3 separate regions of the Mus musculus genome follow, and all the other regions are linked to region 1. Evidence: chromatin contacts called from public Hi-C and promoter capture Hi-C data. All regions are on one chromosome and are shown on one strand. Each heading gives the region's core, a stretch centred on a gene start, on an enhancer-like site or on the middle of the called end of the contact. The rest is flanking DNA. Distances are from core to core; before and after follow the strand shown.

Region 1 (2,700 bases), core at 6-2,505:
TTTCAGTTTTCTTTTGAGACAGTTTTCACGTAGCCCAGGCTGACCTCAAACTTAGCCAAAGATGCCCTTGAGCTCTTGATCCTCTTGCCTCTGCCTCCCAGTTGCTGGGATCACAGGCGTGTAGTACTGTGCTAGGCAGCTCTCCCGTGCATGTGCATCTGGAGGCCCGGGGGCTGTTTCAGGTGTCTCCTCTATCACTCTTCACTGTGCTTTCGAGTCAGACTCCCTCACCAAACCCGTAGCTCGTTGATTGGCTAGTCTGGCTGAGCAGCAAGCCCCTGGGGTAGATCTAGCTGCATCCCCAGTGCCAGGACTGCCACACAGGGCACAGGCCAGCTCCTTATGTGAATGTGGGAGCTGGAACTCAGGTCCTAATACTTAATACTTACCTAATGCTTCTGGCATCTCCCATCCCCGCTGAATGCCTTCAGTCCACAACTCTAGGTAGTGCTTCTCAGCCTTTCCAGTGTGGCGACCCTACAGGGTCCAGTTCCTCACGTTGGGGTGACCACCAGCCATGAAACTATGCTGTTGCTACTTGGTCACTGTAGTTTTGCCACTGTTATGAATCGTAATGCAATATCTGATTCGCAGGATATCTGGCATGTGGCCCTCAAAGGGGTCTTGACCCCACAGGTTGAGAACCGTTGTTCTAGCGCCTAAGGCAAGAGGATCGCTTGAGCTCAGTAAAGTCATGAGATCTTGTTTCAAAAGAAAAGGAAGGCCAGGGAGATGGCTCCACAGATGAAGGCACTGGCTGCCAAGCCTGCTGACCTGTGTTGGACTCCTGAGACCCACCCGCAGAAAAGAGAGAACTGACCCCTGCAAAGTGTCCTTTGTCCTTTAAATTCCTGCTGTGGCATGTGGATGCACACACAAATGAACTAGCTAATTAAAATGTGTAAAGAGAGGGGAGCCCCTTCTCCCTAAAAAAACCAGGCAAGGGCAGAAAGAGTGGGTATCCTGAGAAGCTGACAGAGCCACCCACATAGGAAGGACAGCACACCTCTATTGTAACTGAGTGTCCCCTCCCAGACCCCCCACAGACCTTTCCTGTTCCTCCCTCTTGCTCAAGAAAAAAAAATTGTGGTTAATGAGTCTCAGAAAAGCGAACTGAAAGTTAAAAGTAAAATCCATAGAGGGGCAGGAAAGGGGTGGGTGCGGGTCTCCCTCCCCATGCTCTCAAAGGTACAAGCCAGGAACCAATGAACCTCAGCACACACACTCAGCACATACCTTAAACAGCCCGGTTCTGGCCCTGCTACTGAAGGACCTCACACACACACACACACACACACACACACACACACACACATACACACACGTCACTTCTGTGTTCCAGTAGGTGGTGGGGCGTGAACAGGGTGGAGTCTCAAGGGGAAGAAAAGGGCCACAGGACATCTTGGCCCAGCTCTAGTCCCCAGAGATGTCGCCACTACTGCTGCTGCTGCTGTGCCTGCTGCTGGGGAATTTGGAGCCTGAGGAGGCCAAACTGATCCGGTATGGGGACCCCCACTCTCACTCCTGACAGATTCCCAACGGCTTGTCCTTTAAGACTGAGGCTGGCCTTGGTGCCCCAAGAATCCAATTTTTTCAGGGTTCCCAGATTTTACTTGTTCGTCTCTCTCTCTCTCTCTCTCTCTCTCTCTCTCTCTGTGTGTGTGTGTGTGTGTGTGTGTAAGAGATACAGAGACAGAAAGAGACAGAGACAGAGACAGATACAGATAGATATACACACACACACACACACACACACACACACACACAGAGAGAGAGAGAGAGAGAGAGAGAGAGAGAGAGAGAGAAAGAGAGAGAGAGTTTTGTGAATGTGAATCTAACTGCACGCTTCCTTACTCTCTGAGCCATCTTAAAGGCCTGGGTCCCCAACTCTCAAACTGGGTTTCCACCCTGAGAAATTCAGCATAATACCTCCTGTTAGGAGAAGTAATGGGAAGGAAGCAAGGGAGAGGGAGGAGAGAAAGGGTGTTTGTCCTGGAGTAGAATAAAGGATTGCCTCTGAATAGTGAAGACACAGATGTGGCCCATAGGCAAATGGAGGTTTATAAAGATGCAAGAGAAAACCCCATGTTTCCCCAAAGGGGGCTTTTTTTTTTTTTTTTGCTGCTGGACTTCAATACTTTGATAGCTGAACCTTGGTAATCAGCCTCGGGAGGAGGAAGTGGCCACATAATGGTTTTTAGCAAAGCAGAAGGCATGGGAGAGAAAACCTAAGCCCGCCAGAGCCACGCTCGCTGCACTCAAGCTGGCCAGGGTCCCTTCATGTCCTAAGACCCCACACTTTTTGGTTGTTTAGTTTTTGGCTTTGTCCAGACTTGGTCTTGTGTAGCCCAGGCTAGCCTCAAACTCCCTACATATCAAAGAATCACCTTAAACTCCAGGTTCTACTGCTTCCACCTCCTAAATGCTGGAATCCCTGGGAAGAGAGCCTTGAAATTTGTGCTATGTAAGTGCTCTACCCACTGAGCCATATCCCTAGCCATGGCTACAGCCCCACAATTTTTAAAAAAACATACTGTCTCCTTATGTAGCCCTGGCCTTGAACTCACTATGTAAACCAGGCTGGCCTTGAACACATAAAGATACTCCTGCCCCTGTCTCCCAAGTGCTGAGATTTTAAGGTGTTCACCACCAAATTAAGTCCAACTTTTGCTTTTGGCTAAGGTGTGTGGAGTCCCAGCA
Region 2 (2,957 bases), core at 362-2,861, 170 kb before region 1:
AGACACATATCTGTGAGTTCAAGGCCAGCCAGGGCTACGTAGAAAGACCCTGTCTCAAAAACAAAACAAAGCAGGGTAGAAGGCAATTGAAGAAGACACACAATGTCAAGCTCTGTCTTTCATGTACGTGCTGTGGCATGAAAACACACACACACACAATGTTAAACATGTTAAGTGCATAGAAATATGTCCAATATTGTATATCATCAGCAAATTTCAAATTTTAAAACAATAAACGCCATGCCCAAGGCAACTCTTATAAAGGGAAGCGTTTAACTAGGGGCAAGCATTTTTGAGGGCTAGTTCATTATCATCATGGTGACATTGCACTGGAGCAATAGCCAAGAGCTTTATATCCATAAACAACAGGCAGGGGGTGGGGGAAGGCCTCAAAGGCCAAACCCAGCGACATACCTCCTCCAACAAGGCCACACCTCCTACCCTTTCCCAAAGAGTTTATCAACTGGGGACAAAGCTTGCAAATCAATGGGCCATGGGGCCATTCTCACTCCAACCATCCCAGTCCCAAATCTAACACATCAGTATCACCAAATGCTTGCAAGGATACAAAGTGCCACAGGCACTCCTTTGCTGTGGGTGGGAACGCCAAGTCACAACCTGTTTTTGAAGATACTTTGACCTTTTTCTTACAAGAACTAAGTGCACTCATAGCATCTGGAGCCTCAATCCTGCTTCTTGGCATTAACCCAGAAGAGTTAAAAACATGTTAGAGTGTTTGTAACAGCTCTATTCATTATGACCAGGGCGGAGAGGCAACAGTAACAAAAAATGTATTAGCTACTCTACACTGCTGGGACAAAACTGGGGACCAAAGCAGTTGAAGGAAGGAAGGAAGGAAGGAAGGAAGGAAGGAAGGAAGGAAGGAAGGGAGGGAGGGAGGGAGGGTCCATTGTTACGGTTTGGGAATACAGCAAACCCTGGCAGGGAAGTCTGGGTGGTGGCAGCTTGGAACAGTGAGTCACCTAGATAACCCCTCCCGGGCATGGCTAGAGTCTTATTTCCTTGGTGATTCTAGATCCTGTCAAGATCATCCAACACAACACTATGTTAATGTGGTCTCACCAGTTGAAACAAATGTCTCCTATTGCTATGAGGATATTAATAATAGCGGAAGTTGGGGGGAGGTGTTGAGAGGCGAATGAAACTCTCTGTACTGTCTGTCACTAGACTTTTTTTTTCTAAAAGCTTACAATTGGTAATTTTAAAAATTTTTATTAATAGAAAAGAAAATCATAGATAACAACTGTTAGGCAAAACAAAGATAGGTGTCTAGACCTAGCTAAGGTGTCTACTCTGAGTGGGCACATTTGGTCACATGGTTATAAAAGATAACAATAATGCCATCTTTTGCATGTTTAAGGACTTGAGAACAGGTTCCTGACTTCCTGGACACACGGGTTTCTCCTTTCCGGTTATAGTCCGCAAAGCCTCTGGGTGCTAGCCAGAAGAGAGGGCGCCAATGGCCAGCGGATCTCTGATGATGCCATCAGTCACCAAGGTTTTAAGAGCCAGGCGTTCTTTGGTGTCCTCTAACCGGAGGCGCGGGAACTTGCGTGTAAGAAAGCCAGCCCAGTCAGCTGACTCAGGCCGAATTCCGGTGTCATGGCCGACGCTCCTCGCACTCCCTTGGAGACTCTAAGTCACACTGCCCTGCTCCCTAGAGGAGAGAGGAAAAGTACTGAAAGGAAGCAGCCAAATTCTTTGACATCCAATCAGAAGCAGGCATGAAGCCAAGAGTTGCCCAATCAGATTAGCGGAAATAGCGAAGGAGTCTCCTGGAAGCAGAGTTGCCATGACAACGCGAGTTTCTAGGGTTCTCTGCTTGCGCCTAGCGCTTGGCAACGCATGGCCACCTCCCTGATGAAATGCAGCCAATAAGAGGGACCCATTTTGTGACGTCAGTAGTTGCCAAGCCGGCTTGCAGAAGCACGCGAGCCGCCCCCTCCCCTCAGAAAAACATAGGTTGTTGCGCATGCGCCCATGCTCTCATGGGCTTGTTGGAGACAAAAGGCGGGAAAATGTGTGAGATGAGGAGTGACGTGAGAGGCCAGATAGGGACAGCCAGACCAACTACCCGACTGATTGGTGGCACTCTAAGAAAAGGCTCAGGAAAGTAGGTGGCCTTTTAAAAGTCCCATTGAGGGACAGAAGTACAGAGAGACCATAAGACACAGACTGAGAGAAACAGCTATTCAGGGTCACAGACCTCCCACATGCTCAGCTCACAGGAACCCAAGGCCTAAACTACAGCCAAGGAGAAGCAGGAGGTGACAGGGAGACAATGATAGCATCCGGGAAACATCAGAGGCCAGGAGATGGTGGTTGTACTGAGAAAGGTCAGATGGGGTTGTTAGGAAGATGGAAGGGACAGAGATAGAAGGATGGGTCAGAGTCAGATGGAGGGCCCTGAGGTAGGGTCTGAGGACAGGGTCAGGACAGAGACGAGAAAGGATGGAGTCAGACATGGTATTGATAGGAACAGAGAGGATAGAGTTAAAGGAAGCAGAGAAAGGAACGTGGTGGATGTGTTAGCACCAGACCTGGGACAGCTGAGACAAAGGTTCCCAGGCCAAGATAGAGACAAAGAGCTCTAGGAATAGTGTCCAAGGGAGCACACACAGACTGACAGAACAGACTAAGACCAAGGAGACAATGATAAAGGGGAAGGAGATAAATGAGCAGATATAGAGGAGACGGTGGCAGTCACAGAGACAGGGAAGACAGGCCAGAGGTGATAACGGTGTGGAGGACAGGAATAGAGAAGGTGGCCGTGATAAAAATGGGGGCCATGGTGACAGGCAGAGAGTGAGCAGGGAAAAGACAGGGAAGACGCTGGAGAGCCAAGACAATAGCTGAGGAGTGGGGCAAGACATGGGAGAGGGCAGCAAACTTGGAGAGAGAGACAGAGAAACAGAGACAGAGAGAGGTTGAGAAAA
Region 3 (2,703 bases), core at 50-2,549, 190 kb before region 1:
CTGACTAGCCACTAAGGCCGTTCGCCGCACCTTTGGTGGCCAGGCCCCCGTGCATGCTTCCTCAGACTCCTGTGAGAAGATGCTAGCAGCATAAACATGGACCCTGGATGGAGCCAGCTATCTTTTTCGGAGGCTTCTGATATATAACAACTGCAAATTGCATGCATACGCTACAAGGGGAAGAGTTGCTTTGAACCCAGAGTCTCAGATATGCCAAGCAAACACTGGTTTTTTAGGCTATCAGACCAAGCGCTTTGCTTTCCTGGGAGATTCTACTAGACAAAGGCTCCACTTCTCATCAATGCCCCCAGCTCCTCACTGGAGGATTCTAGACAGGGCTTCTACTGCTGCACTACATCCCCAGCTCTCTCTTATTTTTGGACAGGGTCTCACTCAATCTGCAGAGGCTGGTCTTGAACTCATCCGTAGCCCAGGTTGACCTGGAACTTTCTATCCTCTTCCCTCCCCATCCAGAGCAACTGGGATGAAAGGTCTCTGCCATCAGGCCTTGGAAGCTGTGTTTATTTTGTATAACTGGCTGGCGGGAGGACAATAGCAATTGAGTGAGACACTAACTTCCAAGCCACCCCTCTGGGCTGCTTTTGTGTAGATCAGGACCTCGTGGGAGGAATTGAATCTCCACGGGCCTCAATTGTTCTGTGAAATGGGAATACCTTGATTGCATTCATCCTTATACCAAAGTGAATATTCCATGAGAAGCCATCTTCAAAGCTCTTAACTCCTAACATTGGTAATGGTGAGTGGCAATTTTCATTAGCTGCTATTAATGTGGTAAAAACCGGATGCTCTGTGCCTGTAAGTAGTCATTAAGCACCCACTTGGTGCCAGTGTTTTTGATGCACACTGACTGGTTTCTCAAACTACATCCCTTAGGAGATAATTTCATTGTATTGTGCTGGACATCGGGATCTGGGATGCTAAGAGTCTCAAGGGGACTAGGGCAGGATTCAAATCCAGTGCCTGTGGCTCTACCTAAAATATGAGACTTACTGTGGCCAGCTTTCATTCCAGCCTGCTCAGCTGTAAACCCTGAGATCTTGCTCCCTGGAGAAAGGAGTTTTTGTGGCCTGGGACCTCTGAATCCTAACCTTCTAGTTCCCTCAGGTGGCCTCTCAACTGGGGCGAAACTGCAACCAGAGTCCAGGGAGGTGCACACTAGGGCCATACGGATTTTGGCTTTTGGGTTGCATGGGCTGGCGGGGGAGGGGGGGGGAAAGGGCTTGGGAGGAGCCGAGGAGCTGCGACAGGGGTGGGGAGGAGCCAGGCGGGCACCGCGGCAGCGGGCAGGCGGGCGCGCGCGCGCTCCGGGCTGCAGCAGCCGGGGCTCCGGTGAGTCCGCCCCTCCCCCTCCCCCGCCCCAACCTCATCCCAAGGGGGCGGCCCCAAGTGGGGGCGCGGAGGTCGGTGCAAATAGGGGCGCATCTGGAGCTGGGGAGCTGAGTCTGCAGTGCCAGCTGGACGCTCCAGGGGAGGGGCACGTGGCCCTGGAAAAAGGGGGATCTTGATTCCAATACACCTGGGTGCACTTCACCCTTGCCCACCCATCCCCAGAGTATGGGGATTAGTGACCCATCTCATGACCCCTAAGTGATTAGAGCTACGTGACCTCTGGAGATCTTGGACTCCTTTCCCCTCTCCTGCAGCGTCTTGGGACCCTGACATTTTAACCCTTCCAGCACCACTCCCCCAAAAAATCCCATATTCTGCAGACCGGAGACGCATTGAGGACTTCAACTCCCAGCAGCCCTTGCAGCTCTGGTGCGATAAAGCTGCAGTAGCACTAGCAGCAAGACCAGCTGGGAGTTGTAGTCCCTAAGCTTTTAACTAGCTGCTGGGGGCACGGAGGTGGGAGGGGGCGGCTGGACCTCACCGGGGTCATCTGGGGTCGCGCAGCTACTTCGAGTCGGGCAAGATGCAAAGCTTGGGCTGATTTTTTCCCTCCCGATTTGGGTCCCTAGATCAGTCACCAGCCCCCCTTCTTGCCACCTGGCAAGCGTGGAGACCGGTCCGCAGCGGCTAGGCTCGTCCACCCTGCAATCCCCATGGGCTACCGCCCCCCGCCGCCTCGGCTGCCACCCAGGACAAGGCAGGGGTAAGCACAGGTGAGTCTGACCCTGGCCAAATGGCAGTCAGTCTTCCTTAGCAGCCTGGCTTCTCTTGACTGTCTGGCCCTCGTTCTTTCCCTCGGGGGGGGGGGGGGCTCTTTCCCACCGATGTCTAATGTCTAGCTCCAAACCTTACCTTGTGTTACTCCCTCCTCGCCCACCTCCACCTCTCTCTCCTGTTCTCCTTTTTTTTTTTTTTAAACTGACCATGCTTCTGTCTGTCTGTGTTCCCAACTCTCTTCTCTTGCCTTGTATCTGAGGTCTCCAGCCATTGTCTGGTTGTCCAACCTGGAATTCAGCATCTTTTCTCTCTCTCTTCTGATCTACCTGTGTCTCATTGGAAGGTATTTCTGCCCACACCCCTGCCTCCCTGGCTTCACTTCTCTCTGTGTGTGCACCATGTCTCGGATATAATGAAGTACACGCTGTTCCCCAGCCTCTGTCCTGAACCTCTATACTCCGAATTCTGTGTCTATCTTTCCCTGGCTACCCGACTTCACTTGGTCCTTTCCTCTTATCTCTATCTGTCCTCTTAGCTCCCCTTCTCTCAGCTCGGGGTTTCTGCCACACACCTGAC

The links. Promoter capture Hi-C pulls out the DNA fragments that hold promoters and counts their contacts. A called contact is a pair of places that touch in the nucleus more often than the background predicts.
Region 2: a contact with region 1 is called in a Hi-C map of effector CD8 T cells, with 3 times the contacts expected there. The contact joins the enhancer-like site here to the promoter of Napsa in region 1. A contact is called at or near these places in 7 of 39 promoter capture datasets (the 3T3-L1 cell line, cranial neural crest, embryonic stem cells and 4 more), 9 of 484 Hi-C or Micro-C datasets (B cells, CD8 T cells, the G1E-ER4 cell line and 5 more), 3 of 115 datasets of contacts at active chromatin or transcription factors (bone marrow-derived macrophages and embryonic stem cells) and 2 of 9 other capture datasets (embryonic stem cells and pancreatic islet).
Region 3: a contact with region 1 is called in a promoter capture Hi-C map of liver. The contact joins the promoter of Syt3 here to the promoter of Napsa in region 1. A contact is called at or near these places in 16 of 39 promoter capture datasets (the 3T3-L1 cell line, the C10 cell line, the HPC-7 cell line and 9 more), 4 of 484 Hi-C or Micro-C datasets (Th1 cells, embryonic stem cells, erythroblasts and 1 more), 8 of 115 datasets of contacts at active chromatin or transcription factors (bone marrow-derived macrophages, embryonic stem cells and large pre-B cells) and 3 of 9 other capture datasets (adipose tissue, liver and pancreatic islet).

The regions. Positions count from the first base shown.
Region 1 is chr7:44,571,190-44,573,889 of GRCm38.p6, forward strand. It overlaps Napsa (napsin A aspartic peptidase), which reads left to right and starts at 1,256. Exons shown (of 9, transcript NM_008437.1): 1 at 1,256-1,500. The coding sequence starts at 1,427.
Region 2 is chr7:44,404,055-44,407,011 of GRCm38.p6, forward strand. No RefSeq gene overlaps it. Among named protein-coding and RNA genes, the nearest start is that of Syt3, 21 kb to the left of the region's middle. Within about 2 kb of position 1,612, at least 262 of the 459 cell types and tissues checked have an H3K27ac peak or open chromatin away from gene starts, as enhancers often do. A contact at or near this core is called in B cells, CD8 T cells, bone marrow-derived macrophages and 5 more, where this site is marked.
Region 3 is chr7:44,382,827-44,385,529 of GRCm38.p6, forward strand. It overlaps Syt3 (synaptotagmin III), which reads left to right and starts at 1,300. Exons shown (of 11, transcript NM_001114116.1): 1 at 1,300-1,350; 2 at 1,980-2,123. It also overlaps a transcript of 1700008O03Rik not described here.